Regions from separate parts of the Rattus norvegicus genome. Here region 2 is linked to region 1. A link is a contact called in public Hi-C data. All regions are on one chromosome and are shown on one strand. Each heading gives the region's core, a stretch centred on a gene start, on an enhancer-like site or on the middle of the called end of the contact. The rest is flanking DNA. Distances are from core to core; before and after follow the strand shown.

What was found. Hi-C and Micro-C count contacts between places; a contact is called where the count stands out from the background.
Region 2: a Hi-C map of the A7r5 cell line shows a contact between it and region 1, with 2.3 times the contacts expected there. The contact joins the promoter of Mrtfa here to the enhancer-like site in region 1. A contact is called at or near these places in 2 of 12 Hi-C or Micro-C datasets (the A7r5 cell line and mammary epithelial cells).

Annotation. Positions count from the first base shown.
Region 1 is chr7:114,559,519-114,564,966 of GRCr8, forward strand. The region is part of intron 1 of Mrtfa (myocardin related transcription factor A); the gene reads right to left. Among named protein-coding and RNA genes, the nearest start is that of Mrtfa, 32 kb to the right of the region's middle. Within about 2 kb of position 2,228, at least 7 of the 93 cell types and tissues checked have an H3K27ac peak or open chromatin away from gene starts, as enhancers often do. A contact at or near this core is called in the A7r5 cell line, where this site is marked.
Region 2 is chr7:114,592,077-114,597,524 of GRCr8, forward strand. Mrtfa (myocardin related transcription factor A) reads right to left here and starts at 2,518. Exons shown (of 14, transcript NM_001401049.1): 1 at 2,295-2,518.

The sequences.
Region 1 (5,448 bases), core at 978-3,477:
GTGTAACTCTTTGAGGGCATCTGACATAAGACAATATATGAGTCAAAGTCATATGTGGTATATACTGTTAACACCTCAGGACTACGCTGGAACATGAGCACGCTGTGTCAGGTCACACGCTGGTGGTTACAGATACACAGACAGAGCCTGTCACCATATCAGCGGCTACAGCTGCCATTACAACCCAGTGGCTATAGCTGCCATTACAACCCAGTGGCTATAGCTGTCATTACAAGCCCTCTCCCTATTCAGTTTAGTCTACCGTTCACTTTTTAACATGACTACTCTTTGCTACTCCTACCTCAGTTGGTTTATAGAATGAGTCCAATACGAGAACTTCTGCCTTCAGTCTGCTCTGTGGCCACTAAACTTCTAAATCGTTCATACTGTTTCTTATAACTCAATCCTTTTTTGTTCTGAGTCAGGGTCTCTCTATGTAGCCCTACTGGGACTTACTATGTAAACCGGGTTGGCCTCAGGCTCCCAAATGCTGAGATTAAAGGTGTGTGTCACCACATCGACCTATCTGGTGCTGAGTCACCAGATGCAGCACACGATACTGCACAAACCATGATCATCATTGGGTCTCAATAGAACTGCAAAACAGTGTCTCCCTACATAACTGCAAATCTACCTGTCCCACCTAATTCTACTGAACACCAACGCACACACCAGCTCGGAAGGCACGGAAGAGCAATCAACACGGGGCCCGCCCTGCTCAACAGTCCCACGGAAACTCGACCCTGCAATCTCTAAAACACAAACAGGAAGATGACAGTCCACACGGTGTAAGCGGTGCTTCTGATTCTCAAAGGACGCTGCTTTCATCAGCTGCCTAAACCCTCCTGTTCTCTCTAAACCACAACAGTGGCTGGGCTGTCTGCCGTTGCATTCAGGTGGAGTCAATGGCAGGGAACAATTCCGCACCTACTTATTTAAGCACTGTAGGGGCCCTGTGCGGTAACTCGGTCCCATACCACTGAAAATTACTCTTGGAAGGGAGTTAGTTGAACTTGCCTCTAAGGACCCGTGGGCATCCCCCCACCCCACTACATCTGGGATACTTCAATGGCTGGCATCTAGAAAGGCTCTACTCATCCACCCACCGTGTTTTTCTGGAGTTGCTGTAACTTGTGGAGCAGCACACAGAGCGGGGAGAGAATGCATTGCCTGCCCTCTAGGAGCTGATCAACCCATCAGCCACATCAGACTAAATAACATGAAATGGTCCTGTCAGAAGGTAAAGCCTCTTTGTACCAATATTTGGTTAAAAACTCAAGGCCAGGCTGTCCTGGAACGTGATGGGTAGACCAGATTGGCCTCAGACTTACAGAGATCATTCTGCCTATCCCTTCAGAGTGCAGGAATTAAAGGTATGCACCACTACATCCAACTAACGATTTGTATTACCTCAGATTCAACTGAAACAACTTTCATAAAACCTTCCAAATCCCCAGAGTTAATTTGTGCCCCACCCCCACAATCCCACAGCTCTGACCACGCTCTGTCAGAAATCATCCTTAAACACCTCTGCTGCCTCCATGCTCAGCAGGGTCTGGCACATACTTGGTGTTCACCACTTGATGACTGAAGGCCCAGCTGGCCCAAATTTAAAAATGATTTACACTAGAATTTGTTTTCTTGGTACACTTAAACAATTCTAAGTCAAAATATAATCCACATCTATATTTTATGGATATGACTGCTACATGATTATTAAGCCAACAGTCAGGCAAAAGGTTACGGCAGATCACTAAAACATTGAGTAGTTTTTCTGTTTTCTTTCGTTTTATATTATTGGTTTGTTGGAAAGGGTCTTATGTAGGCCAGGCTGACCTCAATCTTGCTATGTAGTTCAATCTGGCCTTGAGACTCAACGGGCTCCTCCCTGTACCTCCCAGGTGACACGTACAGACCACCACTGGTTACTTTTTGTTAGACCACAAAACTCACCTGAGCTGAGCCAGAACCGGTAGTATATTAAGTATGGGTTACCTGTCGAGGCAGGGTCCTTTCCCAGCTTTGCATGTGGGGTTTCCATAGTATATAAGGTGGCTTTTGTCAGGAACTGTGGGAGTCACATTTAGAAATACAGTAGCCAATCCAGTTTATTTCCAGAAATTTTCCAAACAGCCAAGTTTGAGAGCTTAGAGAGTAGCCTTTTGCCTGCTGAAGGCAGAGGGCAGCAGACTGCAGAGGAGCAAACCCCCTGCTGCCCTGCTTTTGGCACTGCTTAAAGCAAATGCAGGGCCAACAAAGAGCCCCAGGACAGTCAGTCGCCCAGCGCAAAAGGCATCTGAATGTCTGGGCTGCTCACCGCTTATTATTAATTTTATACATGCCGATGTTCATTTAAAACACGGTTTGTGGCCTGGAACTTTAAAAATGTTCTAATGTGCTGGTCTATCCACATATTAATCAAGCCTGCCAGGTCTCAACATGCCAAGCTTAAAATACTCTCCAGATCTTGTGGAAAGGTATGAGCGCGATCTTTTATTCACAGGAAAAGGACTCAGAGGAGAATGACTAAGAGTAACAGGATTTCACTGGAAACTCTGACGGAAAAGGTCTGTCCTAAACAGTGGTCTATGTCCTTTGACAAAACATCTGAATAGAAACAAGGTACAAACTGACGGTAGATCTCTCACGGCAGTCTCCAGATGAGATCCTGGACTGTAGTTGAGAGTTGTCAAGGAATGTATTTTGGAGCTGTTTTGACCATGAGACCATCTTGTGTAAAGGTTGTTTTAGTCACCCACTGACTAAGCCTCTTCAGAACCCCATCTACCTCACATGAAGTGAGCTCTATTTTTATAAGAGCAGTAATATAAGCAAAGGTCTTCTCTTATTTTCACCAGCTTTAGGAACATGGCGACCAAGTGAGGACTGGTCACACTTCTATAACTAAAGCCTCTGGACCTGTATCCAACCCTTTCCTCTCCACTCAAGGAACCGGCGTGCTGAGCAGAGTTGCTCCAAGGGTTTTGGTGGTTTTGCTTTGTTTTGGAGGGAGGGTCAGCCAAAGCTGGCCTTGAGGCTCTTTTGTTTTGGAGGTAGACCTTCTATGTACCCCAACTGGCTTGGAAAGATCAGATGGTCTCTGCGTCCTGAGAGCTGGAATGAAAGGCAAGCACCACCCTGCCCAGCCCAGAGACTGAATTGTTAGAAGACTGGATCCCCAGCTGGTACACTATTCCCAAAATCCGGGATCTTTAGAAAGCAGGGATCTTTAGAAAGCAGGGTCTAGTCTTTCGCCCAAGGCAGCCATCTTCCAGTAAACTAACTAAAATGACGAACACAAAAGGAAAGAGATCTATGTTCTCTAGGCCTTTTAGGAAACATGGAGTTGTTCCTTTGGCCACACGCATGCGAATCTACAAGAAAGGTGATATTGTTAGACATCAAGGGAATGGGCACTGTTCAAGAAGGAATGTCCCATAAGTGTTAGCACGGCAAAACCGGAAGAGTCTACAACGTCACCCAGCATGCCGTGGGCATCATGGTGAATCAGCAAGGGCAAGATTCTGGCCAAGAGGATCAATGTGCGGAAGCGGGTGAAGGAGAACGATCAGAAGAAAAAGGAAGGCAAAGAGAAGGGCACCTGGGTTCAGCTGAAGCGCCAGCCTGTGCCATCCAGAGAAGCCCATTTTGTGAGGATTAACGGAAAGGAGCCTGAGCTGCTGGAGCCCAGTCCATACGGACTCATGGTCTAATGTACAAAAAGGAAATAAAGGACCTGGATTGCAAAGAAGAAGAAAGAAGAAAGAAGAAAGAAGAAAGAAGAAAGAAGAAAGAAGAAAGAAGAAAGAAGAAGAAGAAGAAGAAGAAAGAAGAAGAAGAAGAAGAAGAAGAAGAAGAAGAAGAAGAAGAAGAAGAAGAAGAAGAAGAAGAAGAAGAAGACGACGACGACAAGGAGGAGGAGGAGGAGGAGGAGGAGAAGGAGGAGGAGGAGGAGGAGGAAGAGGAGGAAGAGGAAGAGGAAGAGGAGGAAGAAGAGGAGGAAGAAGAGGAGGAAGAGGAAGAAGAGGAGGAAGAGGAAGAGGAGGAAGAGGAAGAGGAAGAGGAGGAAGAAGAGGAGGAAGAAGAGGAGGAAGAGGAAGAAGAGGAGGAAGAGGAAGAGGAGGAGGAGGAAGAAGAGGAGGAAGAAGAGGAGGAAGAGGAAGAAGAGGAGGAAGAGGAAGAGGAGGAGGAGGAAGAGGAAGAGGAGAAAGAAGAGGAGGAAGAAGAGGAGGAAGAGGAAGAAGAGGAGGAAGAGGAAGAAGAGGAGGAAGAGGAAGAGGAGGAAGAGGAAGAGGAAGAGGAGGAAGAGGAGGAGGAAGAAGAAGAGGAAGAGGAGGAAGAGGAGGAGGAAGAAGAAGAGGAGGAGGAAGAGGAAGAGGAGGAGGAGGAAGAGGAAGAATAGGAGGAAGAAGAGGAGGATGAGGAGGAAGAAGAGGAGGAAGAGGAAGAAGAGGAGGATGAGGAGGAAGAAGAGGAGGAAGAGGAGGAGGATGAGGAGGAAGAAGAGGAGGATGAGGAGGAAGAAGAGGAGGATGAGGAGGATGAGGAGGAAGAAGAGGAGGAAGAGGAAGAGAAGGAGGAAGAGGAAGAGGAGGAAGAGAAGGAGGAAGAAGAAGAAGAGGAGGAAGAGGAAGAGGAGGAGGAGGAAGAGAAGGAAGAGGAGGAGGAGGAGGAAAAGAAGGAGGAGGAAGAGGAGGAGGAAGAGGAGGAGGAGGAGGAAGAGGAGGAGGAGGAAAGCAGGGTCCAGCAAGTGCATCACTAGGGAAAGACCTGTCCCCGCAGCTCACTCCACTTCTTGGCACACTGTATTATGAACACAATCTACCACACACTCTTGCTGCTATGAGCTGCTCCATATAGAATCTCTTCTACAATATATGGATCATCACCTGTCAATAAAATGCTGTTGGCCCATTAGCTTAGGCAGGAAATAGGGAGATAGAAGTTCCGTTCAGAGAGGAATTCTGGGAGAGAGTCCGATGCCCTGAACTCTGAGGAAGTCAGAAGCATGAATCTGCGGAGAGGTAACTCAGAATAGAATAAAAAGGCTGAGTTACGAGCTGGTGGGAACGAGCCAAAGCTTCTGGCCTAGGTCTTTATTCATAATTATCTCAGTCTCAGAGTTGTTACTGTGGGAACTTGGGTGAGGATGGAAAAGCCCATGGTTACAGTTCCGGATGACAGGCTAGAACTGTGAGCCAAGATGTCTCTCCCCCGCAAACTGCTTCTCGCAGACCTTGAGTTACCATCCTGGACTCCTCTCTCTTCCACTCTTGTCCTTTCTGACGCCTCTCTCTTCTTCCTCTATTGCTCCCTCCTTTCCATCCTTCCTCTGTTTTTGAGACAGGGTCTCCCTATATAAGTCCCGGGCTGGCCTCAAATTCAAAATCCCCCTGCTTCAACCTTTTAAGTGTTGGTATTCAGGAATATGCTACCAACGTATGAAGT
Region 2 (5,448 bases), core at 1,268-3,767, 33 kb after region 1:
GTCTTCAGACACACCAGAAGAGGGCATCAGATCTCATTACAGATGGTTGTGAGCCACCATGTGGTTGCTGGGATTTGAACTCAGGACCTCGGGAAGAGCAGTCGGTGCCCTTAACCACTGAGCCATCTCTCCAGCCCGGTGGTCTTTATCTTGTTCAGAGGAATTAAGATGCATCTCAAATATCACCTTCTCTTTAAACTTTCCCATCAATTCATTAATAAAAAGAAAAAGCTGTCTTGACATTCTCCTACAATTCTGGGTTTGCACCTAGACTTTATTTCATCTTCTTATAACCACCTGTCACACTTTCTGCCCCTCCAGACCAATGACCATATCTGACTTACCTTGATCTCAGCTCAGAAAAACACCTGGCACATTACATGCCTGGAACAAAAAGTCTGCTGAATGAGTAAATGAAGTTATTACTTCAGAAGAATCCATAATTACTACTGGGTGACCCAAACTTTATGGTTTTGCCCTTTATGGGCTAAGATTCTGTTTTATACTTTTCTGAGTCTCTCCCTCGCAGCATTTGGCAGAGTATTAAGGACATGGAAAATCTGCAATAAACACTTTTAGATGATGGGAGACACATTACACTTCTCTCCTCTCTCTCTCTCTCTCTCTCTCTCTCGATTTAATATTAAAAAAACAAAAAACAAAAAACAAAAAAAAAACAAAAAAACCTTAGGGCCCTAGTGACTCTAGAAACCCTTGTTAAACAGGACACTTCTCAAAACTACTGACAAAGAATTGAAGGAAATGCTAGCCCTGGACAACAGACATTTTTCTTTGGGTATCTCTGAAAAAAAGCAGTAACAGTCTGCTTCTTTCTAAGGTGTAGGCCTTTAATCCCAGCACTCCGAAAGCAGAGGCAGGCAGAAGTCTGTGGATTCAAGGCTAGCCTGGTCTACTTAGTAAGTTCTGGGTCAGTCACAGCTGCACAGTAAGACCCCACTTTAAGAAAAAGAACAGTTAACTATCAAAAGCCTTTTGATTTGCTATGAAAGAGACAAACACCAGTATATGAAGCTCGGTTTAACTTTCAGCCAAGGGTTCCCCTCCCTACCGTGATGGGGCTGTGGGCCAGTTGGCTGTACCATTTCACGCCTGGAAGGCGGTTCATTTTCAACAATAAAACTTCATAAGTGAACCTTTTTTTGTTGAACGGGGCTTCTACAGTAAGCCCTTAAGTTTCACTTCTTGAACAAAAAGATGGGGCTGCAGGCTTTAGCTTCAGACTTCAAAAACTTAAAATTTGGGGGCATTCCGGACACTTTTTGGATTTTAAAACTATGCACATCCATGAAGCACTGGTGTAATCTCATCATATTTAAGTTATGAGGTTCATGGTTAGTCTTCACACACTTTATGCCAAGTATGCTGGCAAACAGTAAACTGACCACCAATATGCCCTTAGGTTATGCCATTTAACAAAGAGAAATCCTGACAAAGACAAGTTCCGCTGTACTTACACACCTATCCAGCAGTTCTCAACATCAGAATACTCGTCTCTTCTTGGAACCCTTCCTTGTATGTGCTGAACACCGTGTCAAGCATTTTATGCGAATTCTTTCATTTACTACCTACATTCCAATGTAATAGGTATTGCTAGTTCCATTTTCTAGATAAGCAATCTAAACATAGGTTTGATAATCTAACAAGAAAAGCTCCAGAACTAACCACTCTATAGTATTATTAGTATTTTCTTATGGAACAAGGAGGGCGGAAGTCATCAAAGGTACAGAGAGTCAAAACAGTCACAGTCTCACACACACACACACACACACACACACACACACGAGACGGACACTTCTTTGGCGGTCAAGTTTCATATCTGCGGAGCCCTGCTGACCTAAAGACACCCATGCTGCTCTACGGTCGTCAGGTCCAGGTGACCATCCTTGCCGTGAGAAGCCTGAGGATTGCACCTGGATCCTCCAGGTTTGCACAAGGGCCGGGAGAAAGCGCCCGACCGGTCCCAAACAGATTGCACACACTCGGGGAGCACCCAGGGCGGGAACCTAGCTGCTCCCTAGCAAGCACAGCCACGCAAGGCGGTGCACAGGTGCACCGTCGCACCCGACTGCCTGGCCGAGTGACCAGGGCTTTGCGACCCCAGCCCCTAGGGAAAGGGCGGGACTGGAGTGGAGGACTGCAGGAGGCAGTCCCGGGCTCCGAGCCCGCAGCGCCCGGCCAGTCCAGGGCGCACACGGAAGGGTCGCAGGGAGAAAGGATGCTCGAGCGGGGCGGGGCCGGTGGGGGATGGGGACCCTGCCCGAACTCTCACTCACCGCCTCGTTCGCCTCCTGGCCCGGGCTCCGCGGCTCGCCCCACTCCGGTGCCAGCCGCTCACGTATCCTCCCGAGCCTCAAGGACCAGTCAGGCTGCACCAAGATGGGGAGAGGTCCGCACGAGCCGAGGGAGCGTGGCTAGCGAGAACGAGGGGGTGGGGAGGGTGGGACGGTCGTTCTCGCCTCCGGGGACACCGCAGACACGACCGCTGCCGGCTCCACTCAGCCACGGAAGCTACGGGCCCTCCCACCACACTGGGTCCCGCCTCCGCCCCACCCCCACCTGGGAGGGACAGCCGTGTCGACCAATCAGAAACCTAGCGCGGTCAGGGCTGGCCCGACTTAGGGGGCGTTCGACGGAGGAAGAGGAACGAGGAAGGCTAGTACGGCCGCGCGACTTCCTGTGACTGACAGCATAGCGCAACCAATCGGTAACTGAAAGATGACTTCATCGCTGAGGAAAGTCTGGAACTGGCGGAGCTGCTGCCAGGAGGTGGGAGGTCGGCGATGAGCAGGGGGCGGAGTCTGGGTCTTAAAGTGACCGTAACCCAGCAGATCACCCAGTCAAAGGAAGGGTGACCGCGGAGCTACCCAGGGTTCGGTGCCCAGCCTGGAGGTTTACTGCAAAAATCCTGCAGCCTTCATCTCGGCCCTTCCGCCTGTTTTTGCTCCGCGGAGACTCCCTCGTCGATTATTTCACATTCACATTTCCCGAAAGGAGACAAATTCCGCTCTGGCCTGGAGCCCTGAATTCTATCATGTCCCTGCCCTTTCGTGGACAAGCGCTTTCTTTCTCTGAGTCAGTTCTCCTCTGATAAAAGGACCGACACCTACCTTCCTAGAATGTTGAGATTATATATCAACAGCGAACGTACTTGCAACTGGAGGAAAAGGGCTGAATGAACCCAGAAGATTTTATATGGGGCCCCACTGCACTAAACGAATCTGGGCGGCTCTTCCAACTTTAAAATTCTGAACTGCTGGTGTGTAGCCAAAAAGTGTGTGTGTGTGTGTGTGTGTGTGTGTGTGTGTGTGTGTGTGTGTGTGTGTGTGTGTGTGTGTGTGAGAGAGAGAGAGAGAGAGAGAGAGAGAGAGAGAGAGAGAGAGAGAGAGAGACCATAACTCAAACATTTGAAGAGACTGCCTACTAAAGAGGTGAGACAGTTAAGCAAGGCCCACCCCGTTCTGGAACACCACCCCTTACCCCAACAAAAGGAGAGAGCGCTGAAAAGGAGAAATAATTCGGACTTGGTGCCGTGGCATTTGCGAAACACTTTCCCTGGTGAGATATAAACAAGGGTCTAGCTCCTCCTTTTAGGGAGGATAAACCGAAGTACGATTGCCCCAAAGTCCAACCTGGAAAACCAATGAGTTTATTGGGCTTATGAAGAAAGCATGGCTGGCCCTTAAAGCAGCAGGATCACCAAAAAGTTGCACCCCAGCATGGATGATGCTGTCCTCATAAGCTGCGCACACAGTTCAGTTAAACTTCCATAGACTACACACTCTAGCCAGGTCACAAGAGGGCAATCAGGAGGGATGGGGAAACAGGAGGGATAAGCTGGAGGAAGTAATTGAAGGTTCAATGACCCTCCCCAAATCCCTCCTTCAATGCAGGAACACCCACAGTCAACAAATCCAATGTTGAGGGTCTCTTGCAAGATAGCTGTATGTTTAGAGGACAGTGCTGCTGGACACAGGGGAAAGGAAGGGCGGTACTCTCACTGAAGGTTCTGGAGAACAGAGTCGCCAGGGTGGGAGGAGGAGGTAACACTGTAGAAGAAAAAACCCACAGGGGCATCCTTACGGTCTTGGGAAGGCACAGTGACTGAAAGGAGGTAACTCATGCTACATCTCAGACAGAATTATTCTGTTGGCTTCCGTTCTCCCCCCCCCCCCCCCCCCCCCGGGAAGTCTCCCAGACTGCTCACTGATGTGTGACTCTGTTGGGCAGCAAGAAGGAGGTGCAACTCTTTCTATCCACTGCAGTAAGCCAACCCGGCCCTGAGTAATTCCCAATTATTCATCTGTAAGTCAGCTTCAAGTTCCGTACCACGTGTCTCATCAGACAACCTTGGAGGTAGGCCAGATCCTGTGGCCCCTTAATCACACCTTCCCTCCCAAGATTAAAAAAAAAAAAAAAAATTCCGGGATTGGGGATTTATCTCAGTGGTTAGAGCGCTGGCCTAGGAAGCGCAAGGCCCTGGGTTCGGTCCCCAGCTCCGAAAAAAAGAACCAAAAAAAAAAAAAAAATTTCCACAAAGCTCTAACAAAATCACATATTCAATAACTATGTGCTATATAAACAAAAATTTTAAATGAAATATATATATATATATATATATATATATATATATATATATATAAAACATGGTCTCATGTATCCCAGCTGTCCTCTAACTTGCTATTTAGACAAGGATGACTTTGAACTTATTATCCTCCTGTTTTCATCTCCTAGGTACTGGGATTTTGAGCACTCATCCCCACACCCTGTACAACTCATTCCTTCTTGAGTAAGACACTGAGGGGTGAGATAGAGGAGATTTGGTAAACCATAGCCTTGGGGTACCTGTGCTAAGTGGGGAGAAGCTAAGGCAATGTTTGAGAGACTTCCACACTAGGCTAGGTCCTGACTAACAGATGACACATGCACCCTCAGAGGAGAAAGTCCTCCAGCCTGGAATTACCGGTGTGGTGAAGATTTCTCCAAGATAAGCCCAGGGCAGGGCATTCTGGATATTGTCCACAAAGAGACAACCCTGGTGTAAAAGCTGAGGCGAAAAAGAGCCACAGCCATACGTTATTAGTTACTGGAAGAGCAGTGTGTTCATTCATGTCTGTCTGCAGGGCAAGCACCTATGACCTGACAAGCCCAGCACCTTACAAATAATCCTATTCTTCTGTGAACGACTTACATTTTTTATTATATATATTTTGTGTGTCTATACATGTGTTTATATATGTGTGTACATATATTTGTATATATATTCAAAGGGCTGTATTTTCTTATTTATATTATTTAATGTACGTGGGTGTTTTGCCTACACTTTTATCTCTGCACCATGATCATGCCTGATGCTCTCAGAGGCCAGAAGAGGGTGTCAGATCCCCTGACACTAAAATCACAGATGTTGTGAGCCACTATGTCAGTGCT